Linked DNA regions of Mus musculus: regions 2, 3, 4, 5, 6 and 7 are each linked to region 1. The links are chromatin contacts, called in public ChIA-PET, Hi-C and promoter capture Hi-C maps. All regions are on one chromosome and are shown on one strand. Each heading gives the region's core, a stretch centred on a gene start, on an enhancer-like site or on the middle of the called end of the contact. The rest is flanking DNA. Distances are from core to core; before and after follow the strand shown. Region 1 holds the start of Bin3 (bridging integrator 3). Region 2 holds the start of Fam160b2 (family with sequence similarity 160, member B2). Region 3 holds the start of Reep4 (receptor accessory protein 4). Region 4 holds the start of R3hcc1 (R3H domain and coiled-coil containing 1). Region 5 holds the start of Tnfrsf10b (tumor necrosis factor receptor superfamily, member 10b). Region 6 overlaps Piwil2 (piwi-like RNA-mediated gene silencing 2). Region 7 holds the start of Rhobtb2 (Rho-related BTB domain containing 2).

Region 1 (3,791 bases), core at 903-3,402:
TGTGTGCATGCTACCTCACAGGGAAGTTCACAGAGAGAAGCTTCAAGGTATACACAACCCTAAACCTAAGGCCCTACTTGCTGAAAGGAAGGAAGGCTATGTTAACCTCAGAGACCTCCAGACACTTCCCAGGCAAACCCTAGGAAGCCAGCATTCTCCCCAGTATCCTAGAAGACCCTGCTGATTATGTTAAAGTCTGAGGTGGGCAATAAACAAACAGCCCCAGTTAGGCCTCAGCTCTCCCTGAAGATTCAGATTTAGCTTCACCCTCAGACATCAACAATTGCTCAGACCTGCTCGTTTCTCTGGGCTTGCCTCTCTGTTCCAAGGTCTTTCTTCTCTGTCCCATTTCCCAAGAGCCTCTAGATCAGTGGTTCTCAAGCTATGATGGGTCATGACCCGTTTACAGGTCCTGCACATCAGACATTCACATTACAATTCATAACAGTAGCAAAATTACAGTTTTGAAATAGCAACAAAGATAATTTTATGGTTGGGGGTCACCAAAACGTGAGGAACTATATTAAAGGGTTGAAGCTCTAGGGAGGTTGAGAACTAATATAACAGTGCACTTGGAAATTGACTGAGAGGGGATTCATCAGCAGTATTATCCATCCCCACTTCTGATAGATGAGGAGTCAAGGCCCAGAGAAGGGACATGATTTTTGTGAAATTGATCATGCTGCCAAAGATGGGACTAGAGCCCTGAGTTCTTCCCTTGGTCCAGATCTCATCCATTCTTGTCCTGCAAAATGTGTCAGCTACTCCAACCAACAGCCCCCAAACAGACTTCTCTCGATATACACAGTCCTAGGCTAGAACTTTTGAAAATATTGCTCACCACAGACGATGTCTGAGGGAGGCTGAGTATGGGGCAGGGGGAAATGGGGCAGAGCCATCCACAAGTGCTGGAACACCAAGAGACTCACAATCACACAGTGTTTCCATTCATCTCACCCCATACAAAGCTGCAAGACTCTCCCAACCCATGCTCTCTGCCTCAGCTGTTTGTCAAGGATTCTGGGTCTTCTATTCTCTTCAAGACCACTCCTTTGCTCCTGCTTACTTATTTCCTGAAGAAATAGCATGGTGATGGTCTGTGACATGTCTTGAGGGAGCCACCTCCTATTGGAAAGCCTTTTTAAAACTAAAAGCCATCCCTTGTTCCTCCTCCTCTGAGCCCCTGGGCCCTGGGAATTTGGGACACGTTGTATATACCTCTGCTCTAGGTCATAGGGACTTAGCTGCTCCCCTGGCTGTGCCTACAACCCTCCAGGTACATTTGAAGAAAGCGAAGTCCTAGAGAGGTCAGGAGAGAGGATTGGAACGGTTCTCTCTGCTTGAGTTTCTGGCTTCTAAAGCAGGAACTTGGGCAGAGAAACTCGGTTCAGCGTATAACTCTAGGTAGTTTGTGGTACACTGGGGCTCTGAATTCTGAGGCCCAATGCAAGCTGTTTGCTTAGATCTTATTCTTCTAAAACCCCATGCACAGCTCCAGGGGCCCCTAACAGCCTGTCCAGCAACTTGTTAGGATTTTTCCTAACATTGCCGAGGCCTTCTACTCCTGTTGTTGTTGTTTTGTTTGCTAGGCTTTGGTGTATTGTTTTCTCTTAAGACTGGATTGATTGTGAAGCCCAGATGGGCCATGTTGTCAACATTAGCCTCGAACTCATGACCTCTCCCTGCCTCAACCTCCAGAATTCGGGGATTGCAGATACCTGTCTGTCATCACACCGGGCTTTCTGAATCTTCCCTCATTGAATAGCTTCACAGACTAGTCCACCCTGAAAAGCACTTAACTCTGTTTCCATTCGAACCCCGAACCTTCTTGAAGAGGGGGGAGGGGACCCAGGTGATGTAGGTGAGACATGCAACATTTTCAATACGAAAGTGTGTAGAGCAAAGCGCAAGCTTCCCGTCTACTGTGTCTCCTCTAGCTCCTTCCCCTGTCGCCGCTTGTGTCTCCGAGTTAGAAACCCCATATCAGACAGAAACTGCAGCCCGTGATGGGTTCTACGCACAGAGCCTTAAAAGCAGGGCCGGAGCGCAACCACGTCCCGCAAAGAAAGTCCGCCTCAAACAACAAGAGAACAAAGTGTTAACGCGTGGGCCCGCCTCCCTCCCGCCTCTTCCGGGCATAAGGGGGCGTGTCCCTCATCACTTCCTGGAGACTGGCCGAATCCGGAAGTGATCCTCGAGAACCTACTTTTCTACCGAGGACCCCGGCAGTCGGCGTGGGTTTAGGACCATGAGCTGGTGAGTGAGGCCGGGTGGCGTCGGCTGGAGCCAGGGCGGCCCGACAGCCCTGCTCCTAAGCGGTTCCGGGAGCCTCCTCGGTGCTCTCCCGGAGGCTCCATCTCTCGGCCAGACTCCCGAGGAGGATCCCTTAGCCTTGGACCCGCGTCTGATCCCTGTTGCCTGCCCTTTCTCCCATCGCATTTCCTTTCACCTCCTTGGCGTGAGGAGTCCCTCTTCCCTCTTCTCTCAGCTATCCATTGAGGTGGAGTCAGTGTCCTCCTTCGCTCCCGTGGGCATCTCTACACCGCGCTTATCTGCTCCGGAGCTGTGTTGCTCATTGAGGCAGACTAGGCACAGTTCTGTGACCAAAATCCAGCTGCTTTCAGACAACTGGAATAACATCACCTAACAGTGCCTCAAAAGACGAAATTCTTTTTAAAAATGTAAAAGTTGATTCTCACATGGGAAGGATCAGAATTGCACCACACACACACACACACACACACACACACACACACACATTTAATGTGTGATTGGACTGTTTGAATCTTTCCAGGGCTGTGACCCCACTGCCCTCTCTCTAAGATAGACATAGCTTAAACTTTATGGGGATCGTCAAACCAAGGAGCCATAGAGCTGGAATGTCACAGCTGCAGATGGGGGTGGGGGGAGCTCACGGTGGATACTTCCTGTTTGTGATTAGCCTAATGTGGAAGGTCCTCTTTCCCCAAAAGCTGGTCCTTAATTGTTGCTCTGGGGTTTTTGTTTTTGTTTTTACGTGCAGATGAAAAGTCATAAATTTTCTGTCTTCCTAGGGCTTCTTTAAAGGCTGTCAATGTCTTTACCATTAGGCCCAAGAGCCTGTGTGTCCATGGTCCCCACTCAAACTCCTAACTGTTTACAATGCATTTGTATGAATAAATTGGCCTCCAAGGAAGTATGAGATTAATCAGCCCTCTTTAGATCCCAAGGTGCATTAATGTAGGGGGCTGGACTTGCTCAGAGCCCAGTCTGTTATGCAAAATAAGTGCATGATAATCAGCTATGAATGAATGAAATTAGCTAGACACCCTCTGAGAAGGCTTTCACACTTGACCACCAGTGGAGACCAAGCTTTCGCCACAAGCAGCTAATGTCAGTCAATGTCAAGGATAGCTTTCTAATGTACAGTGTAAACCACTTCTGCCCCTTCCTCCACCTGCTTCTCAGACTGAGGTTAATTGGTGGACAAATGTCAGACAGCTGGAGAAGCAGGGAACAGAACACACACACACACACACACACACACACACCCGCGAAGCTCTAATAAGCCTCAGCAGGAGATACTCATTTCCCCTCAACCTCTTCCTCCAAGAGGCCCACAGAAAGCTGGAACCCCTAAAAGCTAACTTCCCCATCTTGTTACAGCTTAGCTAGTGACAGGTCAAGGGGCACTTCCTCAGTTCCCTTTGCTAAAGGGAAATCTCCTGAAGCAGAGTCGTTTCTTTTAAGCATCAGTCTGTGTACCTCCAGCTTCATGATGCTAGAAGTCATCTTGGTTTATGCACCTTGAA
Region 2 (3,791 bases), core at 595-3,094, 500 kb after region 1:
TTGGATGTTCCAACCTGAGGGAAGACCAAACTCCCCAGACAGTGGATGGAGCTGAAAAGAGATTCCTATGTGGCATAAAGCACACTTTCTGAACATGGTCTGTATGTTGCACACTGCAGGTAACCTGCCTAAAAATATGTCCCTCCGCTCTCTTCATCTGCAGCCCCTGGTGCTTCAGCTTTCTGTACTCAGAGTGTAAGCATCAAGGACGCTTAGGGCTGTCCCCACTGCCAACCCTCCTTGACAATTGAGCTGTGTCCAGAAGGATGAATTAGTGTATCAGATTGCTTTCTAAGATGACACTTGTTTTTATTTGGGACAGGAAGGAGAAGAAAAGGTGAAAAGGTCATTTTGGAAACTCCCTCTTGGGGGTACCCTAGGCCCTGTTCCTCACAGCAGAGCTGGACAGTGGGGGGAGGGGAGGTTACAGAAGTGCCTCCCTCTCCTTTAACCAGTTCTCCTAAGGCTGAGCCAATTGATATGAACAATAGCAGCCTAGCATGGTGATTTCATCCCAGCACTCGGGAGGCAGAGGCGGGTGGATCTCTGAGTTCGAGGCCAGCCTGGTCTACAGAGGGAGTTAAAGAATACAGGGCTACATAGAGACAACCTGTCTCAAACAAACAAACACCAAACACCAAAAACAATGAAGGTTCTGACTGGGGGGGGGGGGGGGGCGTCAGACCTAAGATTGTTTCTCAGGACACAATTTGATAGACTAAACCCATCAATTAGACAGTGTTCTTATACAATGAGAAAAAAATAATTAACTTTTCAAATAGCTTCTTGCAAGGCTGCTGAATGAAGTGACCAGGGACATGCACTTCCAGAAAAAAGGGGCCTAAACACAAACTGAGAGAGAGAGAGAGAGAGAGAGAGAGAGAGAGGAGAGAGAGGAGAGAGAGAAGGTAAAAGAGAGAGCGCAAGCAAGCTAGCTTTGCATGGAAACAACTCTTCCATTCAAAGCCCCTCCGGCAGGCTGAAGTCCCTAACTCAAGGTCAGCTGGCTCAGTGGCTTGAGATAAGCCTGCAGAGGGCTACTTCCGGGTTCTCGCGACCACCCACCCCTGCAAAGGTCTCTATCACCTTCTTCCTGGGACTTATGTCACTCAGGGCTGCAACTCCCATGCTAAGAGGGAACTCAGTGCGGGAACCCCTGCTCCCAGTAGTTGTCTGGCAGCTAAGAGAGGAAGGGGAAGGCTGTTGTCAATCCCAGGTGAGGAGGAATGGAGGAACGTCAGGAACGAGAAAGGAAGGCTGCCGGGCGGAGGAGGAGGCGTGGGGGCAGATCTGGGAGAAAGGGCTGGTGACAAGGGAACCTTTGGGGAGAGAAGAGTTACAAAGCTAGCGGAAGCTCTCGAGGCACAGGGAACGTTAAAGAAGCCGAGCGGAGCGCAGGCTCGGGGGACCGAGTCGCAGGTCAGGGAGTGGGACACAGGAAGCACAACAGGAAGCAGTGCGGAGGCCGGATCGAGGGATCGGGACTCAGGATCAAGGGAGCATGGCTCAGGATCACGAGAGTCGGGCTTAGGATCAGAAGAGCGAGGCGCAAGATCGAGGGAGCCGGTCGGTCTGGAGAGAACCCCGGAGCTAGGCGCTCCTGGCGGCCGCGACGCGGGACTGTACCCGAAGACGAAGCCCGGAAGCGGCGTCGGGGCCAGGGGAGGGGCCCTGCCCAAGGGGCCCGCACCTCACCCGCCCGCCCCCCTGCCCGCGCCCGCCCCTCCGGTCCGACCAGGGCCCGGCCTCACCGCCCCCACGGCCTCCTGCAGCAGTGCCCCGAGCCGGCTCAGCATGATGGCGGCCCGGCCCGGCTCGCGGCCCGGCTCCCGGTGGCGGCGCAGCGGTGGCGGAGGAGGCGGCCCAACGGGCGGGAGGCGGGACCCGGCTCTGAAACCCCGCCCCTGCCGGAGGGCTCGGGGGCGCTCTAAGCCCAGGGCTGGGCAGGTCCTGATGGAGGGCGGTGGGGAGCACCCTGGGAGCTGATGACCTAAGATTCCTTTGAGTAACACCCAGAGACTTCTAATTCCTCGTGCACCCTCACAATCCTACCAACACAGTAGCCCTGGACACACACGGCTCTGGAGTGTTTAAAATGACCTGGCCCTGACAAGCTGTGTCAAGGACACTCCAGAAGGCAAAGACATAGTGGGAAGAATTGACGACATGTTTAAATGTAATGGATTAGGAATATTGGAATAGGTTATGGCTAATATTAATTTCACCCTGTTGTTCAGTACTTTTATAAAAAAAAAAAAAAAGGTCGTTATTGGAAAAGATGTCCTCTAAGGTTTGCTGTTTGATTAGGAATTGATCCGAAGAGTCCCAGCAAAATCTGTCTCATGTCCCCCGCTCTGGAGGGAAAGAAAGCAATTGGGGTACACCTGCAATCAATCCCAGCACTCAGTAGTATCAACAATTCAAGGAGGTAGTGAGATCCCGTACCAAACACATACACACACACACACACTGACACACACACTCCGAACACAAAGATACATGCATACATACACACACACATACCACTCACACAATTACAACACACTGACACCACACACACATACACACACACACCACTGAGAGAGAGAGAGAGAGAGAGAGGTTGAAGACACGAACTGTTTAAAACAAAAACCAAAGCAAACAATAAAAAACAAGGGCTGCATGAGGCTCTTGGTTCAATCCTCAGTATCAGATAAGTAAATAGATAGATGGATAAATAATACATAAATTATATAAAAATTATGTAAATGTATATAGGTATTTACATAAATTATAAATGATTAAATTACTTACATCTATCTTAAATATCCAGGATATCCTAAAACTCACCATTATTTTTGTTCCAAGGCTGGAGATTATAGGCTTGTGTTACCATACCTGGGCTGCACTATAAATTCCAGGCCAGTCTTAGAAACATAGTGAGACATTAAAAACAAGAGTTGGGCCGGGCATGGTGGCACACGCCTTTAATCCCAGCACCCGGGAGGCAGAGGCAGGCGGATTTCTGAGTTCAAGGCCAGCCTGGTCTACAAAGTGAGTTCCAGGACAGCCAGGGCTATACAGAGAAACCCTGTCTCGAAAAAACAAAAACAAAAAACAAAAAAACAAAAAAACATGTAAATTGCACTTGATGTCACATGCCTTTGATCCCAGCACTCAGGGAGTAGAAGCAGGCAGATCTCTACTAGTTCAAGGCCAGCCTGGTCTACAGAGCAAATTCTAGGACACAGAAACCATGTCTTGAAAATGAAAAAGGAAAAGGAAACAGAGTTGACACATTGTTTTTTTTTTAATTATCAGATATTTTTGTTGTTCATTGATTTCATGACTGTAAAGTCAACTCTTGTTTTCTTTTTTCAAGACAGGGTCTCATATGGACCAGGATAGACTCAAACTTACTGTGTAGCTGAGGTTGACCTTGGACTCCCAATCTTCCTTTCCTTAGTGTTGGGATCTGGCATATGCCTGGTGTGTCCACTGCTAACAAGAGAGCCCAGGGCTCATGCATGCTAAGCAAGCGCTCTGTGCTGCATTCTAAGCCCTCAGCTCCTGACTCTAAATGGTGAGGTGTTTAGTAAATAAAACCAAAACAAAAGCTTCGGGAACCAATAAAGTTGCCCAGGTTTTACATCTTTGTGTCATGAGAAGGACGCATGAAGGACTCTCCCTAAGGCTTTGTTTTAGGGGGTCAAGAGCCTCACTTTGAAGGAATCTAAATTCTCAGGAGCTCCAAATCCTTTAGGACTTAGTGTCAAAATTTGTCCTACCACAAACATTTCCAGTCAATCTGA
Region 3 (3,791 bases), core at 861-3,360, 450 kb after region 1:
TTGAGGCAGGGTAGTGAGCTCTCTATTTTCAGATGGAGCAACTGAGACAGAGGGTAAAGGTCACAAAGAAAAACAAACCCACATGCAAAAAAAAAACAGTCTTTCTCCTTTGTAGCCTCCTCCCCTCTTGGAGGAGTATTCATCTTACCAGAGTTAACTTCTTTGTGACCCCCCCCCCCACCAGGGCCACTTGTAGCTGGCTGTTGCTGATTCCCAAGAGATTTGACCATGCCACACACACACATTTAGCCACTGGCCAGCAATATATACTGCTCGGTAACATTGGGCCATTTACTTCAAAAGCACATTTCTTTTTTTCTTTTAAAGGACTTATTTACTTTTATTTCATGTACACTGGTGTTTTGCTTTCATTTGTGTCTGAAGGTGCCTGATCCCCTGGAATTGGAGCTACAGACAGTTGTGAGCCACCATGTGGGTTCTGGGAATTGAATCCTGGTCCTCTGGAAGAGCAGCCAGTGCTCCTAACAGCTGAGTCATCTCTCCAGCCCCCTGAGGACATTTCTTAAATTTTTTTTTAAAGATCTTTGCAAAGATTAAGGCCGTGGGTAAATCGGAAATGCTTCTCTTTGCAGTAATCGCTGACAGAGACCCACAGTTGGACAACATAAAGAGACTGAGCCACTTCGGAGCAGTCAGACCTCAACGGGATGTCTCCCAGCCCTCCCTTCGAGGCTCCGGGATCTCTGCAAAAGTAGGGACAGACAGACTGTAAAAAGCAGGGGTGGTGGATGCCTCCACAGAAACAATCTTTTCCAGACCAAATGGGCAGATGCACACATGAATTCAGAGACTGTGGCAGCGTACACTCGCCCTGCATAAGCTCAAGCCAGACACAAAGACCAGCACAGAGGAGGGGAAGTGGGCACAAAGTCTCTCTCATCCCTAGCCATGAAGCTATTCGAAACTGATATCTGCTGGAAAAGGGAAAGTTAGTCTTCTCCAATGGAGCTGCACTGGGTATATTAACTATACTCCAGGGTAGGTCCCATGCTCAGGAGTAGTTGGCCATCACAAATCAGACTCCATGGTTCTGTTTGGTTTTTGGGGTGTGTGTGTATGTGCGCGCACTTGAAAGGCATAGGCAGGTAGATCTCTGAATTCAAGGCCAGCCTGATCTACAGATAGAGTTCCAGGACAGCCAGGGGTACAAAGAGAAACAATGTCTCAAAAAAAACCAAAAACAAAAACCCTACGATGATGATGATGATGAAGAAACTAAGGTACTAACGATGATGACGATGACAGTAATGATATATCTAAGTTTGTCAAATGTTATAGATAGCCAGTGTGGCCAATCTAATAAGAAGACGCTTCAACAATTCCATCATTTCGCACAACAACAACAAGAAGCACAAAACAGCAAGTGTTGATTTTAGAATTTTCTGGGATATCTCTATTCCTGTCTCAGAAACAGGTGGGTTTTCAAAATTCTAGGAAAGAAGATCCGGGGTGAACCCGGATCATCACTCAGTCTCTAAGACACTGGGGTCAGAATGCCCAGGTATATGGATCGTGGAAAGATGCTTTAGAAACAAGTGGAGTCCTGAAGCTGTCAGAAGGGTGATTCTCCAATCCCACTCTTCCCTCCTTTCTAGCATGGTCAGTCAGCTGGACTTCTGCGAAGGTAAGATCAGATCAGAACGTGCTTCCTGTGGGCCAACCACTCATTTCATTCTCTATCCCATTTTACAGAGATGGAGAAATGATAAAAAGGCATCCGAGGAACACTCTCGAGTTGTCTTTTATTTCCTCTCCTTTCCTTTTGTTTGTTTGCAACAGTGTATTGATGATACACCTGTAATCCAGCCTCACTGATAATTCTCCTGTCTCCACCTCAGAGACTCCTGTGCGCCACCCACACCTAGCTAGCAGTTCGGGGTTTTTTTGTTTTGTTTTGTTTTGTTTTGTTTTTTGTTTTGTTTTTTTCCTCCCTATCTGTCCACCTGCCAACCTTTCAGAAGACTATTCGACCGGCGGCCCCACCTCCGAAGTGCGCCGAGCATCGCCGCTTTAAGAGACGGTCCTTTTGTCTCCCTGACCTCGTCCCGCCCCTCTGAGGGCTCCATTGCGCCTGCGCCTGGAGCTTGAGCGCTGGGGTTGGGCAGGATCTGGTTCCGTGCAACTTTTAAGTGAGTTACAAACTCCGCCCCGAGACCGGTGCAGGTGGTCGGGCGCTCTGCCACCCGGGCGGCAGGTGAGAGCTGAGGTCCGGCCTGCCACCCGGACCCGAGACCAGCAGCGCCGCCCTCGACGGGGGACGAACGGTTCTCCGCGGCAGGAATTGTGGGACTGAGCCGCCAGGATTCGGCGAGGCGGAGGGACGCGCCCTCCCGCCTCGATCACAAGGCGGCTTCCTCTGCTAGGCCCTCGGTCCCCTGGTTCCGGGTTCTCCTGGCTCCCCGCACTGCGGGGTCGAAGTCAGGGGTGGTGATCTCCGCCTACACCGAGGGAGAGGTGTACTGCAGCACCACTCACCCCCTTGTCCCAGCTCCTGAGTGAGCGTCCCTCCGCTTGTCTCTTGGGGTCATCCCCCTAGGCTGTCAGGATGGTGTCCTGGATGATCTGTCGCCTGGTAGTGTGAGTATGGTCACTGTGAGACACCTCCCCCCTCCCTTTTGTCCCAGGATGCCAACCTGCCTTTGGGTGGAAACTGGGGACGTTTGTAAAGAAGGGAAAATTTAAAGACTTCATGACCCCGTTTCCCAGCACACACTTAACGGTCCTGGGGGTCTGAAGTGGGACCTGGTCACTGCATACCTTGTTTCCACCCTGCAGCCTTCTGGTCTGACAGAGACCCTTCCTGCAGACAGGTGCTGCTAGGGCTCAGGGCTTTTACCACCTACAGTCCTGTGAGAAGGTGATTAGGTACTGCTGTGGGCGGAGAATCTAGGTGCCTCCTTCCCATCTGAGCAGCCACATGACCCACCACCCTAGCTTCAGCTTCTGCAGCCTGCACCTCACTTTTGGATATCCCAATACCTGGCTCAAATGTCCCTCACTGCATGCTGGTGGTCCTGGGCCTGATTACGTGTAGTGGGAGCGGACAGCCTAGTGTTCTCACCCACCTTGTGTGTTCTCAGTCTGTCCTGTACCCATGGGCCACCAGCGCAGGCCTAGGCAGGCTTGGTATGTTTGTAAACAGCCGGGTGGGGAGGCAGCCTCCGGGGCACTGACTCAGGCACCCAGGGTTGTGCAAGCCAAGCGGGAAAAACAGGGCAGGCACTGCCATCTCGCACCCAGGTCAGGGGGAGCAGCCACCTGGCAGGGAGAGGGTGGGGCATGGTCCCCTCACACTTCCTGTGACTGCTGTTCCAGGCTCATATTTGGCATGCTGTATCCTGCGTATGCTTCCTACAAGGCCGTGAAGAGCAAGAACATTCGAGAATATGTGAGTGCAAAGAGTGGGGTAGACGACAACATTGAGGAATGGTCAGGGAGGTGGTAGGACTTGGTGATGCTGGAGGGCCTGGCCTGTCAGACTCCAGGGGCTCGATCGATGGTGGAACAGATCTCAAGTAGAGTGGTCTAGTGGAAGGAAGGCCAGCCATTATTAACAATAGCCATGGAGGATCTCGTGGGCGAAGCATGCTGGGGGGGGGGGCACTGGAACGGAAGGCAGTTTCTCAGGGGCTCCTGTCTAAGCAGATGTGGGAAACTGTAGCCAGCAATGCAGTGGGACTGGCTTTGAGGAATCTCTGGGTTGGGCAGGCTGGGGGCGGGTCCTGGCGGCTTAGGCTCGTGAGCTGAGCTCTGCACTCTGACCCACAGGT
Region 4 (3,791 bases), core at 625-3,124, 390 kb before region 1:
CACATACAGAGGCTGATCCGGCTTCCGTCCACGATGCCAGCGTCCTGCTGGAGCACCTCGGGGACCAGCAGCTGCTCCCTGATGTGAGGTATACCGAGGACCACGGTACTTGCTGGGATGGGAGGCAGGAGGGCGGCAGGGACCAGAGGGGCCATCTGAACTGGGTACTCTGGAGCAGGAACAGGAGTTTCAGGGCATGTTTGGGTCTACAGCAAAATAGCCTACTGGGGCCACCTATCATTCAGGCATGACACTGACAAGTCAGCATTAAGCAAAAGTCACAACCAAAATGACCCTAAAAACAATCTCTTACAAAGGCACAGTGGCAAAGGCAAGTGCCATCCCTGACACACCCAAAGGAGCTCCCCGGTGACTACTACAATCAAATCAGTGGGTGCTGAATCTTGGGTTTCACGATAAACAAGGATAATAATTGCATTTAGGAGCTGTTATTAGAACCAGAGTCACAGTAATAAGATATCCATCCTATGAGATGCACATGGCAATAAGGATGGCTATAGGCCAACACGTTCATGCCCTGTACCAAGGTCTCTCTGGAGAACGCGCTCACAAAGACGACAGGGGTGTAGACCCACCCTTACTAGCCCAACTGCTTGTGTGCACTATATTTTCTTTGGCCCAACACGAACAGCTGAACAGCCAAGTCAGTTGCATCCCTGATGAAGCAAAAGGCAACTGTGACTGTGGCCCTGGCTCCTACCAAACTCTACCCTCCTTGGCTAGCCAGCTAGTCCAATCATCACACACACACACACACACTCACACACACACACACACAGCTGCTGAGAACCCTCCAAAGCAGTAGGACAAACTCACCTGATGTCCAGGTGACAAATGACTGTCCTCCTCTTCCAGCCCTCCCCAACAGAGAAGCTGCTCAAAAGATCAAAATTCTCCGCCGTTCGATGGATCAGGTACCGCAGGCGGCTGGAGACTGGGGGAAAAAGTAGGACCCTGCAAAGGAACCAAATGGAAATAATAAGCTTGAGACCGCGGGTTCACCCCACACCCAATTCCCACCCAGGCCGCTCCCAGGTTTATGGTGGCTTTAACACCAGGCTCACTGTGCCCAAGCAGGTCCCTGCCTAATTGCAAAGTAGATCATCAAAGGGAGCTACAGTTCCCATCATCTAGAAGAAAGTGAGCACTTCTGCCTGAGTGGGGTGATGCTGCGATACAAAGGAAAGGTGTGGCTGGGCAAGTTGGCAGAGGCTAAAGGCAGGGCCTTTCTGGTGGACCAGCCAGTTACCTGGGCACAGAACCTGGGAGAGGGGCAAACCATGCCTATCCTGGCATTAAAAGCCACTCCCTCGTTCCCCGTACTTGGATAGCTGCTTCTGCAGCAGGAAACGATCGAGCTCCTCTTGGACCCGGTGGACAAAGTCATTTTCGGCCGAGGAGAGGAAGACACCGTCCAAGCAGAGAAGGGCCAGGGTGACAGATGGCAGAGCCTGTAGGAGCGGTGGCCAAGGCCGGGATCAGAATATGGGCCCAGAGGCCGCCCACAGCCCTAAGTGTCCCTGCAGCAAGGACTTTGGAGACTTTCGCAGCCCTGGCCACTGTGGAGCGGGATGGGAGGCGCGTGAGTGTGGAGCCGAGTGCGCTCACGTCCAGAGCCAGGCTGGATTCCCTGCTCCCAGCACCGCCTCGTCTCGCCGCGTGTTACCCGGGCTTTTCAGTTCTGGGGCGCAGCCCACTGAAACCGTCCCACAACACGCAGTCGTCCTTCCCTTTCGCGATCCCAGGAGGAAACACCCAACACCCTCAACACTCACCGCGGCAGCTCGGAAAGTTGCCGCCGCGCTCAGGGTCCCCAAGAGCCTGAGCGTCCCCTTCTTCCCAGCGGAATTAGCGCCATCGTGAGGCCGGGAGGAGATATTGCACGTGCCGCAGAGGGGCGTGTTCTTGTAAAGAGCTGGGGCAGGGCCAGAGCTGCTCTAACCCAAACGCATAGGGCTTCCCTCAAAGAAGCAACTAAGCAATTATTCTCTTGGGAAAATAGAGACCCAAAAAGGTGATATGACTTGTCTAGAGTTACACAAGTCAAAAGTGGCTCTGATTCCAAAGTCAGATAGTACTTTTATCTTCTAGAACCAATTGAGTTCTGCCAACACGAGGGAACAGCTACTAGATGCTAAATAGTGATGACATTATATATTTCTAATTTTAGGTTCCTTTGACCTGGTACCTAATGGAGGAAGAAAGAGGTAAGAGCGGGAGGCTGGAGCTGGGGAGATGATTTAGGAATTAAGAAGGGGAACCTCTCTCTGGTTTCAGGTCCCAGTAACATCAGCACTCGGACACAAACTTGGTGCACATACAAACAAGTAAATAAATCTTTTTTTATGGGGCTGAAAAATTGACTGGGCTGTTAATAATATTGCTCCTGAGGCAACCTAAGCTCAGATCCCAGCACCCACAGGGTGGCTTAGAACCATCAGTAACACCAATTCCAAGGGATCCAACAGCCTTTTCTGAACTCCTTGAGCAAACAGATGGTGCATATATATACAAGCAGACAAGACAATCCTACACCTCTGTAAACGTTTCTAAACACTGTATCCAGAATCTGTCCCCTATATCATCTCAGTGAGAGACCTGCAAAGGTCTCTTGTCACACAGAGACCCAAGTTGGGCCAAAGTGGGCCACTAGGTCCAGTAGCCACTAATACGCTGACTAGAGTTGAGTATCAAAACCTAGATCTAGTGTGCTTGCCAAACCAATGCTTATAGATATGCTATGACTAAGACTCAACACCTTTCGAGTATTGACACGGTGATCAGAAGTCCGGCACAGAAGCAGAAAACACAATAAGGCTAGGTGAGCTCAGTGAGAGAAGCTGGCGTCTTCTAAAATTTTACCCCAAATAGGAGGCATGATTGAAAGATTAAGGACTGATCCAAGCTACACGGGGTTGCACTCAGCTCCTTGGCTCCTGCTGGAGTGGGGGTCAGGAAAGAAGGCAGGAAAAGTTCCAGGACCTAACCATGTGACACCAAGGAATTGTATACCATGGTAAAAGGGTCAGATCACCACGAAGATATAGAAGTTCCAAGACTGAAAGCACCGAACAGAAGGCTCACAAAACATACAGTGGAAGCTCTTACAACAAAAACAAAGAAAGAAACAGGGTGGGGGGGAGGGAGGAAACAGAAAGAAAAACAAGTTAGCTGGGCAGTGGTGGCACACGCCTTTAGTCCCAGCATTTGGGAGGCAGAGGCAGGCGGATTTCTGAATTCGAGGCCAGCCTGGTCTACAGAGTGAGTTCCAGGACAGCCAGGGCTACACAGAGTAGCTCTGTCTCACAAAACCAAAAAGAAAGAGAAAAAAGAAAAGAAAGAAAAAAAGAAAAGAAAAAGAAGTTAATCAAAAATTGCACATATTCCTCAACTTAGAGTGGGGTTATAATATGCCCACTATGAATTTAAAAATAATACATATTAAGATACTGTCAATTTTTTAGATGGTTATTGATCTGAAAGCTCACTGGTCAGTTGGCCCAAGTGGCAAAGTGCCAGGCCAATGAGAGACTCAAAACAGATCATAAACTAGAAGGTGCCTGAGGATGGGCTCTTGTGGTTGTCCCCTGGCCACATGCTTGCCCTGAACGTGCATACCAACATCTACAGCACACACACACACACACACACACACACACACACACACACACACACACTACAAATACAGACCCTTACACAAGAAATCCATAAATAGATAATTAATATACCTAAGAAAGTATTAAAAAAAGAAAAATAGACATTTTCTTTAA
Region 5 (3,791 bases), core at 756-3,255, 330 kb before region 1:
ATCCCCACATTGTTTTCAATCACAACTGAAATTTTGCTACTATTATGAATTGCTGTGGAAATATCTGGTATTTCCTATGGTCTTAGGTAACCCCTGAGAACAGCTGACACATGGTGTTGGTTACAAAATCTCCCTACCTCCACCTTGGCAATAGATTTGACTTCTAGGGGTAATCAAGGCAGAGTGCAACGTCATTGTCTTGTTAATCTGGGCCTGTGTTTCTGGCCAGCTCTGGCCAGCCCCAGTTACAAACACATCCTTATACACTGTCCATCTGCCTCCTCCTGGCTGTTTTGTACAGTGAATGTCTCATAGGACTCAGAAGGGAGTAATGACTTATGGCTCTATCTCCTAACCCTGGGAGTATAGACCAAGCACACCCAGGAGAGGGGGTCGTGATCTCACAGGTTGCACATGGGCCACTTACAGCCCCATCCAGTTTCCAGGTATGTCCCATGATACATCAGCTTTTGCTCATGGACTCTCCCTCCTCTGTGGCCTCGTGGGATCTGTGCTGAGAACCTAGAAGGCCAGCTGGCCACAGTGTCTCCAAGCAGCTTCGAGCTGCTTCTTGTAATGCTGGCGTCATCTGAGCCAATTGGGGAGAACTCGGGTGATTAGACAGAAGTTAGATTTTTCTTTCTTTTGAGACAGGGTCTCTATTATGTAGCTGTAGCTGTCTTGGAACTCTCTATGCAGACCAGGCAGGCCTTGAACTCACAGAGGTCCACCAATCAGAAGATACAGGTTCTTAACAAACCGAATACTTTATTTTGGTACTAGAAAGCTTACAGAATTATGTCAGGTTTTAAGCAACTTACTTCTTTGAAAATATGCATTTCCCCCCTACAAAATTTTGTTTGGGGTTGTGGATTAAGAAGTAAACTGAGGCAAATGTGATGATGTTTGTTCAATGATATTCTATACTGGAAATCTGGAGGCCTGAAGCATATGGAAATTCAAACTCTTGTTATAATTGGTTTGCTTTTTCAAGACAGGGTTTCACAACATAGTTCTGGCTGTCCTGGAACTCAGTATGTAGACCAGGATGGCCTTGAACTCACAGAGATCCACTTGCCTCTACCTCCTGAGTGCAGAGATTAGAGGCACCAGTACACCTGCATGTATATGTACGTGTATATATGTGTGTATATATTATATAATGTGTATATGTGAGATATATATGTATATACATATATATATGTGTGTGTATAAATGTGGAGAGAGAGATTGATTGATTGAGATTGTGAAATTACCAAAATGCACTGATGTGGGTAGATGAGGTCATCTATTCTTTTTGTTTGTTTGTGTTTTGTTGGTTTAGGTGTGTGTGTGTGTGTGTGTGTGTGTGTGTGTGTGTGTGTGTTTAAAGACATGGTTTCTCTGTGTAGCCCTGGCTGTCCTGAAATTCACTCTGTAGACCAGGCTGGACTCTAACTCAGAGACCAGCCTGCCTCTGCTCGTGCTAGGATTGAAGTGCTTTACCACCACGGCTAAGTGTGTTCAGTGTTCCAAACGTTACAGAGACACGGATTGATTTCGCTTCTGTTACTGGGGTGAGACCATCCATTCTATCATTTCCTTTTCTGTGTTCTCAGATACTGCCTGGTAGCATACAACTGTAACAAAAACAAATTCAAGAAGAGGAAGAGAAGAAGAGAAGGAGAGATGAAGGAGACAGAAGATGAGGAAGGAGGAGTACTCACTACTACAGACATCTTCAAGTCGGCTCCTCCAGGGACACAAGCTGAAACTCAAAGGTGAATATCATATTAGTCAAAATATGAAGGGACAGGCAGACCTTTGAGTATTACGAGTTGGTTTTTTTTTTTTTAATAAGCATGGGCGTCTCCAACCACGACCTGACAAATATAATAAAAGTGGTGTGATTCTTTAAAAAAATAAAAGTTGTTCAGATTCTGTCCGGCGACTGCTCCCAAGTTTTCATATTAGGTAGGATCGGGGTTGGACGCGTAATCAAGCTCCTCCCAAGGTGGATTTCCCCACCCCTGCCCGGTGCGCGCGCAAGCCCGCGGAGGTTGGAGGTACCACTAAGCGTCAAGTCGCCGCGACAAGAATCCAGAACTTTTCTGGGAGTGAGGAAATCCAGAGAACTTTTTTAGGAGTGAGGGGACAGCCATCCTTCGTGGCTTTTGGGAGCTGAAGCCGCAGGGTTTCGGATGAGCTGACACCATGGAGCCTCCAGGACCCAGCACGCCCACAGCCTCTGCCGCTGCCCGGGCAGATCACTACACCCCAGGCCTCCGGCCACTCCCGAAGCGCAGACTTCTATATAGCTTTGCGTTGCTGCTTGCTGTGCTACAGGTGAGTGTGGCGCGACTGCGGTGCCCGAAGTGGGAAGCCGGCCAGGAAAGGAAATGGCAAGGAAATGTCCTGAGAGCCGGGCGCGCACGTGCGTGTGGTGGGAGAGGTCTGACACTGCGGGGGGTGGGGGGGACACGACTCCGCGGGGGTCCAGGTAGGCCTCAACAGGGAAGCCTAGAAGGTTCGATGGTGGGGTGAGAGGGTTGGGGGGGTGGAGTGAGAGGGGGGGTGGAGTGAGGGGGGGTGGGGGACCCGAAGGTGAGGTGGGTCAGGACTGGATGGGGAGGTGGGCGGAACACTCTAGACTGGGAGGATGTGAGGCGCCGCTCTGGTAGAAAAAGGTCCTGACGGTAGATGAGAGGTCCTCAAAGATGGTGGGAAGAAAGTTCTGGCGTTGGGTTGGGGCTTGTGGAGATGGCACGCGAGGGGCGTGGCGAGCAGCTGACCCAGCAAAAACGCACCAGGGCACCCAAGGTGGAGCAGGGAAAGGGAGAGGGGACAGTGGGCGGAGGAAGGATCCAGTTACCCTGTAGGATCCTAAGGACAGAGAAGGCCATGGTGGGGGAGCCAGGTGGAGGGGGCTGTTGGGGGGAGGGGGTGGAGACCCTCCCTAGCTGCTGGACATCCCTTTCCAGGCAGGAAAGGAAGCCTTGCCTGGTGTTAGCTTTAGCTGCCAGAAAGTTCTGTTCAATTTCCGCGTCACATCACTGACTGTACTTTTTCCAGTTTCTTGGACTCTGCAACTTACTGGGCTTAAAAAGAGTAAAGGGGCCCTGAAGAGCCTAGAATCGGGCCTTTCCCCTTCTGCCAGATGAGATTGTTGAGGGGAATTCCAGTGTCTTGGAGTCCATTGTTTCTAACTTCAAATAGAAAGGCACACAAGTGTCTTTTTAGAGACACTTATTGTATATATTCTTATATTATATTCTAGACTCATTTCCACCAGGCTGGACACAGTTCTCCACCTTCTGTTTTAATACTTCACTGTTGGGCTGGAGAGATGGCTCAGCGGTTAAGAGCCCTGACTGCTCTTCCTGAGTTCAAATCTCAGCAACCACATGGTGGCTCCCAACCATCTGTCATGAGATCTGATGCCCTCCCTCTTCTGGAGTGTCTGAAGACAGCTACAGTGAACTTACATATAATAAATAAATAAAATCTTTAATCTTCTTTAATCTTCTTCCTCCTCACTGTTGAGGAGGAACATGCATATGTCTGAAAAATAAGTAAGTAGAACGAAGGAAGGAAGCAGAGTTAAGATGTGTTCAGGTAGTACCAGGCAGCCCTGCCTATGGACCAGCGTGTTCATCCTCTCTTGGCTTCTAGTTACTTTTAGTATCACTTCTTTAGCTATTTGGGGGGAAAAAAAGAATAAGAAGAAGAAAGAAAGAAAGAGAGAGAGAGAAAGAGAGAGAGAGAGAGAGAGAGAGAGAGAAGGAAAAAAAGAAGAGAAATGAGCAGAATAG
Region 6 (3,791 bases), core at 653-3,152, 300 kb after region 1:
GTAAGAGTGTTTTACCTGCATGTATATATGTATCTGTTGTCCACAGAGGGCCAGAAAAGGCCCAAGCTCCCTTGGAACTGGAGGGACAGTTGTGAGCTGCCATGTGGGTGATGAGAATGGAACCCAGGTCCTTTGGAAGAGTAGCCAGTGTTCTTAACCACTCTACCATCTCCCCAGGCTCCAGAGTTTTTAATCTTTAGATACAAGGAACTCTCTTTATGTCTTTAACCCAAATTGTTCGTGGAGGTATTTATCTCCTCCTGGCAACTCTGAGTACAGGGAAAATACAACCATGCCCAATGTGTTCCAACACAGCACACTGTATAAGCGGATGAGCGCACACATAGCCAGGGCAGCAGTACGGAGGAGGACCGCTGGGAGGGTAGCCACTCACCATGCCATGGTTATTCTGTCTCTCACTGGGCCGGTGGATCAGCAGCGGCTGGTCATCTTCCTTGACTGTGATCCCATAGTTTTTGCTAAAGCAGGACAGAGCAAGAGAGTGTCACCACTCCTACAACAACCCCTCCAGCCCTCTTCAGTGCTACTGCAGCTTACAATTTGCACAGTCCCCTCACTGAGAATCCATCAGACACTAATCACAGTATATGTAAGTGGGAAATGCAGGCTACAGCTTTCTTGCTGATGGACAGAGAACAAAGGCTATATGTACAGCCCAGGAGAGAAGCTTGTGGAAAGTGCATCAAGCTAAAGGATTTAGAAATAAAAGTCTAATGATTAAAGATGAGAACTTCAATTCTCTCCCCAGACAAAACCAACAAGAAAAATACAACGGATACCCCCAAAATCACTTATGTAATAATTGCCAAAAGTACCAACACATACAGGCCAGACTCACAAATAAGCTCATGTGGTCTCAGATGTTTTTATTACCAGTTTACAGAGCTGTACAGTGTCAGGTACCTCATCCTTAACTGTACTCACTACCCAGAGCCTGGAGAGCACGTCCCACCCCTACCCTCAGACCAAGTGCAGTCTCTCATCTGTACCTGTAGTATTCCAGGAATGTGATTTCCTTCCCGTCCGACATGACAAAGCTGTCTTTAGGGGTCTTGTTCCAGTCCACATCATCGATTCGGTAGGTACGATTGTTGTAGCGCGTGATGACAATGCTGCCAACCAGAAGCTTGCTGCACTCGTCCTGGAAGTGCTCCTTGTTCTGCTGGTAGATAGCATGCCTTTGGGAAGAGGTAAGAGACTCTGGTTGGCATCCATACCCTCAGGCTCCTAAGAGAGGGACGGGGCTCCAGAAACTGAAGTAAGGACCCAAGGGTTGGATCTCATCTTTTACCCCTCATTAGCTATACTCATCTCATGAACCAATGATCGTTTTTTAGGATTTATTTTTATTACTTTAATTATGTTCAATGCGGTGTGTATGCCTGTATGCACACGTGAGTGCAAGTGCCCAAGGAGGCCAGAGGCATCGGGTCCCCCGGAGCTGGAGCTACAGGAGCTTGTGAGCTATCTGATGTGGGTGCTGGAACGCACGGCACTCGCACTCAGTTCATTTAAAAGAACAGGAAGTGTTCTTAACTGCTGTATCATCTCTCCAGTCAACCCCAACTCACTTCCTCTTTTTGAAACATGGTCTCAGTGACGTAGCCTTGACTGGTTTGGAGCTTACTATGAGACCAGGATGGACTTGAACTCACAGAGATCTGTCTACCTCTATCTACCTCAGGAGTCCTGTGATCAAAGGCCTGTGCCACCACACTCAACTCAACTGTTGTTTGTTTTTAACTGAGGTCTCCCAAAGGAAAGTCACTTGCATTGTTTTAAAAAAAAGATCCAGGCTAGCAAGAAAGCTCAGTGGTGTAGGGCACAGATTGGCCTTACAGTGGTGTAGGGCACAGATTGGCCTTACAGAGGACCTAGGTTAAAGTCCCAGCCCCATCTAGGGGTAGGGGTTCAAAACCATCTGTCACTCAAATTCCAGGGGACCTGACACCATCATCTGGCCTCAAGGCATTCAACATGGTGCACAGATATATACACAGGCAAAACACCCATACACATAAAATAAAATTTTAGAGATTTTAATTAAATTTTCATGACCTCCAAATACAACAGGGAAAAGTTTTGTAACATGTCCATAACTTCTCTTTTAAATCACAAATCAAACCACACGTGGGAGGCCTAAAGCAACATTACTGAATAGTTCCGAGAAAGGCCATCTGTATCTTATGATTCTGTAAGGCTGCTCTGGCTCACACAGAAGCCCTTCTTTGAGGATGTGCATATGGGGCAAAGGGATTTGTGGGTACCTCTGGTGAACTTTGAATTATTGTTGTAATAAGTTTCTTACATCAAACTAAAGTAGGGTGAGTGACTCTGTGAGTTTGAGGCCAGCATTGTCTACACAGTAAATTCCTGACCAGCCTGAACTACATAACAAGACCCTGTCTCAGCAAGAAAGAAAAAAGAGAGAGAGAGAGAAAAGGAAAGAAGGAAGAAAGGGAGGGAGGAAATGTGCTGGCTAGTCTCACGTCAACTCGAGACACAACTAGAGTTATCTACAAGGCAATTTCTTAATTAATGATTTATAGGAAAGAGCCCAACCCACTATGAGTGGGGCCATTCTTGGGTTAGTGGTCCTGGGTTCTATGAGAAAGCAGGCTGAGCAAGCCATGGGTAGCAAGACAGTAAACAGCACCCTCCACGGCCTCTGCATCAGCTCTGCCTCCAGACTCCTGCCCTGTGTGAGTTTCTGTCCAGTCTTTCTTTGATGGTAAATAGAGATGCTGACTGAAGAATAAACTGAATAAACCCTTTCCTCCTTAAGTTGCTTTTATGTTTCATCACAGAAATAGAAACCCTAACTAAGACAGGGAAGACAATTCATATGAAAGTATCTCAAATTATGTACTTGACAAGATATCTGTATCTAAAATACAAAAATTTTACAATTAAATAATATATTTTAGAGGCTGGAGAGATTGCTCAGCAGTTAAGTACACTGGCTGCTCTTGCAGAGGATTCAGGTTCAATCCCCACCATCCACATGGAAGATCACAGTTGTCTGTAAGTCCAGTTCTAGGATCTGACACCCTCATACAGACAGACAGACATGCAGGAAAAGCAACAATGCATGTGAAATAAAATAAATACTTTTAAAAATGCATTTTAAAAGTGGATCAAAGATCTAAATATTTCACAAAGATATTCAAATGGCTAAAAGGTGCAGAGAAAACTGCTCAGTATCATGAGTCATGAGAGAAATGCAATCGAAGCCACAGTTACTCATTTTACATGCAAAGGTGGTTATAATAGAAACAGATGCCAGCAAGTGAGGCTGCAGGTGAACTGGAGCCTTCACACACCTCTGTTGGGAACACGAGAAGTGCCAAGCTGTCCTTGGGTTAAGTAAAGGATAAAAATAGAGCTCACAGAAATGGCAATACACACACCAAAATCTATCTGGACATGAAGTGCACAGGCAAACAGTGAACACTACAAAGTATCCCTCAAACAGCTGAGTAATAAATATGGCAAGGTCAGCAAAGTGGCTTAGAAGAGAAGGGCTCTTGCTACCCAGCCTATCAACATGAGCTTGATCCCTGGGACTCACGAAAAGGTGGGAGAGAGAGCAAACTTCACAAAGTTGTCCTCTGACCCAAGCAGCAAACACATCCACACACACACACACACACACACACACACACACACACACACACAAATAAAACATTTTAATATCACTTTTAAAAAGAAAGAGAGAGTTCAGTGGTTAAGATCACTTGCTGCTTTTCCAGAGTACCAGAGATTAGCAT
Region 7 (3,791 bases), core at 525-3,024, 290 kb before region 1:
CAGTTGTCCCAGCCCCATTCCTCCAGAGCCTCCTGACCATCCTCCACCCTCATCCAGGGTATCACAACCTCCAATTCACTGATTCCACCCCCTTGACAATCCTGAAGCCACTGAGATTTCCTCCCCAACTCTTGTCCCCAAGTTACCCCCCCCCCCCTTCACAAACAGTGTCCTGCACGTCAGCTTCCCCAGTTCTTTGTGCTCTGTCCAGGACAGATCCGAAGGTGTGCTCGGATTACCCACAAACCTCAAGGGCTCCCATTCCCACCCCCGCACCCCTACACACACTGTTTGCAGAGCTCAAAAGCCCCCCTTTCCCTCCCACAGCTGATAGGAGGCTTGTTCATCTGTGGCTGCCCTAGTCTGGTTGTCAAGGAAACGACAATCTCCCTGGGAGCCTGGCTTGTCTCCTAGCAACCAATATCCCACATCCTGCATCTTACAAAAAAAAAAAAAAAAACGTGAAAGGGAGGAAAATCGAGAAAATGAAAGTAAAAAGCAAGGAAGGTGGATAGAAAGGAAGACTCGGGAGGAGAGGAGCAAAGGAAAGGTCGGTTTGGAGTTAAAGGAGCTCCCACTGTGGACGCTGACATTGTAATATGGGCGAAGGTGGAGGGGTGGATCCTCCCTCCCCACGCAGAAAACGTAAAGCAAGGCCCAAAGGGATCTTAAATGATCACATTAACAGAAACAGAAGCCTAAATACAGGATAAACCTTTTCAACCCTAGGCTACCCGAACATTAACAAAGAAAGCTCAAGAATTCCACCAGTAGTTTGCCAAAACTCAGCTGGACAGACCACAGTGGAGTTGACTTCAAAGAATCAGCTAGCTCCACTGCCGGCAGCAAACACCGCAATTGTACTGTTTTTTGTTTTTGTTTTTGTTTTTTTAAAGAAAGAAAGAAAAGAAAGGAAAGTAAAAGAAAAAGGAAAAAGGTACACCTCTACCACTCTGAACCTCTTATTTCCCTCCTGACATGCCGCTCTGCACACACAATTTTTTTTTAATGAAATAAATAGGGAAGGGGGAGGGGCACGACACACCGATGCAAAACATGTAGTTCTCCCCTAAAAACACCCAAGAAAGGTTAGTTTCTCTTCCCTCTGAACTGTGCAGACTCAGCAAGTGCCCAAGGGAAGAGTGGAGCTCAGGGGAAGGCAGGAGGGACGCAGGGAGGAGAGGGGAGGGTGCTGAAGGATGAGCCAAGGCGAGGTGGCACGTTTGCTTGCAACCCGGCCATAATAGAAATCAATCGTGTACTTACACCACTACATGTGACGGGGTAATTTCTAGTGTAGGGAACACATCTCTTCCTGCTAAGCACGCTCATTTTAGTGAGATGTCTGGGGTCACTCTGCGCGTGCAAGTTGGGGCGCCGCCGACGCTGCTGCTCTGTGCTGGAGACCCAGACTCCTGGGGTCCCGGTTCAGGTACGATCAGAAGAAACTCTGGCACAGGAGCCCTGGTCGGACCGCGGCACGTGAGCAGCCTGGGGCGCTGCACTGCAGCCACTGCCTCTTCCGGATCAGCATCTCCGCGCGACCCGGGCGCCCAATGTCATGGAGGCTCGCGGAGCCGGGTTGCGCGCCGCCGCTCCGACCTCCGGCCGCTGGGCCGCGCCGCCGCCCGGCTGCGCTGCGGAGGTTGCGGGCGGCGCGCTAGAGAGCGAGGCGCCGGGTGAGGCCGCCGCACGCGCGCAGCCTTAAGACGCCGAGCGCCGCAGTCCCCGAGACCGCTCACGACCTCCTTTTTTCATTCACAAAAAAAGCAAAGTTGGGGGGGTTGGAGGGGAGAGGGATTAAAAAAAAAAAAAGAAAAAAAAAAAAAAAGGAAAAAAACTGCACCCAGGAACGGTTGCTGTGACAAGGACTGCCCACAGCGGCGTGTGGTTGGTGGAGAGCGGAGCGATGGGGATTGGACACCCAGAGGCCACGCCCGAGACACGCCCCCGATCCCGGGAACGCCTCCCGCTCCTCTCCTGGTTTTGCACCTCCTCCCTTTTCCCCTGGGAGCCACGAATGGCCAGCAGCTGACCTCGCCAGTCTCAAAACCTTGCAGGACTCTCAGGATAGTTTTCCCCAGGAGGCTAGGAAGAAACTCATCCGGCGGTGCGCCCTGAGAATGCAAGTCAGAGGGCCACGGGAAGATTTTCCTGTTTCTCCCTAATTCAACCAAGCCTCTACCCCGCACACAGCTGCTCCGAGTACTGGGGGACCTTTCTTTTTTCATTATCCCTGCAGCTCCGACTTCTGTAGCTCTTAGTGAGTTTTCTGTATGGATACCCGTACTTTTTGACCTGTCTGCCACCTAGACCTTCTTTAGAGGTTCCCATCCCAACCTGTTGTCAAAGAGAGTTCAGTAGAATCTCCATAACTTTGCAAAGAATGCCAAGGAAATATTAGCCAGAGAATCCCTACCTAAGTCCTCTGTGGGTGCTCTAAATATAGTGACTGTCATCCCCAGCACTTGGGTGGGTGAGACAGAAAAATTGTCATAAGTGCAAGACTAACCTGGGCTACAAAGCAAAACCTTATCTCTAAACCCTAAAATAAAAATGGGTTGAGTCTAATGCCATCCATTCTGTTCATCGGAAGGAAGCGTCTGCGGTCCCCGGTCAAGGCTGGGTTCCATAGATTGGTCGGGACTGCTAGGAATTACACATCTTACCAATTCTCTCTGGACAGTTTTTTTTAAAGCAGCCTGGCAAACTTCACACAGCAACCTCCCCTATCACACTTCCAATGTCCTTTTTGAGAATGCAGATCTGTTTTAATGTTGGTTTATGCAAAATATGATATAAAAGAGAGGTTTACTACCCCTCTCCAAAGTCAAATAAAAACTGGATTTTTGGCCAAAATACACACCTCTAACCCCAGCATTGATAGGATTGAGGCAGGAGGATGGAAAGTTTGAGGTCAATATGGCTGATGTAGGGAGACCCTGCTATAAGCAAATAAATACTCAGTTTGTATTGTCTGAAATATGCCCTGTCTGTGAGTGCCTAGGACAGAAAGTTGCTCACCAGGGCGCCTGTAGTAAGTGTGTACTCAGGTTCGTTTAATCATTGTGCAGTAGGCAGATACTTTACTGTCCCTGGCCTCCAACACCTACCCAGAGCGGAAGAGAAGGTTGACAGTGACTGGAAGTGCTTCCTCACACTTCCTGTTCAGATTCTGCCTTCATAAAACAAATACTAGTTCAAAGGCATGTTTAAGAAAGAAGGTAGGGGCTAGTGAGATGGCTCAGCGGATAAGAGCACTGACTGCTCTTCTGAAGGTCATGAGTTCAAATCCCAGTAACCACATGGTGGCTCACAACCACCCATAATGAGATCTGACGCCCTCTTCTGGTGTGTCTGAAGACAGCTACAGTGTACTTATGTATAATAAATAAATAAATAAATAAATCTATCTTAAAAAAAAAAGAAAAGAAAGAAGGTAGAAGCCGGGCGTGGTGGCACACGCCTTTAATCCCAGCATTTGGGAGGCAGAGGCAGGCTGATTTCTGAGTTCAAGGCCAGCCTGGTCTACAGAGTGAGTTCTAGGACATCCAGGGCTATACAGAGAAACCCTGTTTCGAAAGGAAGGAAGGAAGGAAGGAAGGAAGGAAGGCAGGCAGGCGGGCAGGCAAGCAAGCAAGCTTTGCTCAGGTATGTTCTTCCTCTGCATTTGACACAGAAGAGTTTCACTTCATTGCTTATGCTCCTAAGAGTGATTATACAAAACCTCTCCAGGTTCCTACAGCAGGCAAGGGCCCCTCCCCTCCCAGACCCTAGTCTCTCTACCCAGT

Evidence for each region. Promoter capture Hi-C pulls out the DNA fragments that hold promoters and counts their contacts. Hi-C and Micro-C count contacts between places; a contact is called where the count stands out from the background. ChIA-PET counts read pairs in DNA pulled down with a chosen protein or histone mark. Capture Hi-C pulls out chosen DNA fragments and counts their contacts.
Region 2: a promoter capture Hi-C map of pre-B cells shows a contact between it and region 1. The contact joins the promoter of Fam160b2 here to the promoter of Bin3 in region 1. A contact is called at or near these places in 5 of 39 promoter capture datasets (the C10 cell line, cranial neural crest, liver and 2 more), 1 of 115 datasets of contacts at active chromatin or transcription factors (bone marrow-derived macrophages) and 1 of 9 other capture datasets (pancreatic islet).
Region 3: a contact with region 1 is called in a promoter capture Hi-C map of pancreatic islet. The contact joins the promoter of Reep4 here to the promoter of Bin3 in region 1. A contact is called at or near these places in 4 of 39 promoter capture datasets (cranial neural crest, embryonic stem cells, pre-B cells and 1 more), 2 of 115 datasets of contacts at active chromatin or transcription factors (bone marrow-derived macrophages and memory CD8 T cells) and 1 of 9 other capture datasets (pancreatic islet).
Region 4: a contact with region 1 is called in a Hi-C map of B cells, with 25 read pairs. The contact joins the promoter of R3hcc1 here to the promoter of Bin3 in region 1. A contact is called at or near these places in 8 of 39 promoter capture datasets (the HPC-7 cell line, cranial neural crest, frontonasal cranial neural crest and 5 more), 1 of 484 Hi-C or Micro-C datasets (B cells) and 3 of 115 datasets of contacts at active chromatin or transcription factors (embryonic stem cells, large pre-B cells and pancreatic cancer cells).
Region 5: a promoter capture Hi-C map of embryonic stem cells shows a contact between it and region 1, with 2.5 times the contacts expected there. The contact joins the promoter of Tnfrsf10b here to the promoter of Bin3 in region 1. A contact is called at or near these places in 10 of 39 promoter capture datasets (the 3T3-L1 cell line, 3T3-L1-derived adipocytes, the C10 cell line and 7 more), 2 of 484 Hi-C or Micro-C datasets (cortical neurons and double positive thymocytes), 3 of 115 datasets of contacts at active chromatin or transcription factors (bone marrow-derived macrophages, intestinal villus epithelium and large pre-B cells) and 3 of 9 other capture datasets (adipose tissue, liver and pancreatic islet).
Region 6: a contact with region 1 is called in a promoter capture Hi-C map of pre-B cells. The contact joins the enhancer-like site here to the promoter of Bin3 in region 1. A contact is called at or near these places in 10 of 39 promoter capture datasets (the 3T3-L1 cell line, the C10 cell line, cranial neural crest and 5 more), 4 of 115 datasets of contacts at active chromatin or transcription factors (the 230-238 cell line, bone marrow-derived macrophages, embryonic limb bud and 1 more) and 1 of 9 other capture datasets (liver).
Region 7: an RNA polymerase II ChIA-PET map of memory CD8 T cells shows a contact between it and region 1, with 576 read pairs. The contact joins the promoter of Rhobtb2 here to the promoter of Bin3 in region 1. A contact is called at or near these places in 15 of 39 promoter capture datasets (the 3T3-L1 cell line, the C10 cell line, the HPC-7 cell line and 11 more), 5 of 484 Hi-C or Micro-C datasets (B cells, CD4 T cells, bone marrow-derived macrophages and 2 more), 18 of 115 datasets of contacts at active chromatin or transcription factors (the 230-238 cell line, the SCID.adh cell line, bone marrow-derived macrophages and 11 more) and 2 of 9 other capture datasets (adipose tissue and liver).

Annotation. Positions count from the first base shown.
Region 1 is chr14:70,097,941-70,101,731 of GRCm38.p6, forward strand. It overlaps Bin3 (bridging integrator 3), which reads left to right and starts at 2,153. Exons shown (of 9, transcript NM_021328.4): 1 at 2,153-2,256. The coding sequence starts at 2,249.
Region 2 is chr14:70,597,991-70,601,781 of GRCm38.p6, forward strand. Fam160b2 (family with sequence similarity 160, member B2) reads right to left here and starts at 1,845. Exons shown (of 17, transcript NM_194345.1): 1 at 1,752-1,845. The coding sequence starts at 1,796.
Region 3 is chr14:70,543,141-70,546,931 of GRCm38.p6, forward strand. It overlaps Reep4 (receptor accessory protein 4), which reads left to right and starts at 2,111. Exons shown (of 8, transcript NM_180588.2): 1 at 2,111-2,598; 2 at 3,337-3,409; 3 at 3,790-3,791. The coding sequence starts at 2,567.
Region 4 is chr14:69,705,710-69,709,500 of GRCm38.p6, forward strand. R3hcc1 (R3H domain and coiled-coil containing 1) reads right to left here and starts at 1,875. Exons shown (of 8, transcript NM_001146012.2): 1 at 1,797-1,875; 2 at 1,345-1,472; 3 at 838-975; 4 at 1-169. The coding sequence starts at 1,454.
Region 5 is chr14:69,765,467-69,769,257 of GRCm38.p6, forward strand. It overlaps Tnfrsf10b (tumor necrosis factor receptor superfamily, member 10b), which reads left to right and starts at 2,006. Exons shown (of 8, transcript NM_020275.4): 1 at 2,006-2,325. The coding sequence starts at 2,194. It overlaps 4930480K23Rik (RIKEN cDNA 4930480K23 gene), which reads left to right. Exons shown (of 3, transcript NR_130157.1): 3 at 1,599-1,647.
Region 6 is chr14:70,401,024-70,404,814 of GRCm38.p6, forward strand. It overlaps Piwil2 (piwi-like RNA-mediated gene silencing 2), which reads right to left. Exons shown (of 23, transcript NM_021308.2): 11 at 1,011-1,199; 12 at 395-479. Among named protein-coding and RNA genes, the nearest start is that of Gm24890, 26 kb to the right of the region's middle. Within about 2 kb of position 1,903, at least 100 of the 459 cell types and tissues checked have an H3K27ac peak or open chromatin away from gene starts, as enhancers often do. A contact at or near this core is called in the 230-238 cell line, bone marrow-derived macrophages, memory CD8 T cells and 2 more, where this site is marked.
Region 7 is chr14:69,803,771-69,807,561 of GRCm38.p6, forward strand. Rhobtb2 (Rho-related BTB domain containing 2) reads right to left here and starts at 1,775. Exons shown (of 10, transcript NM_153514.5): 1 at 1,267-1,775.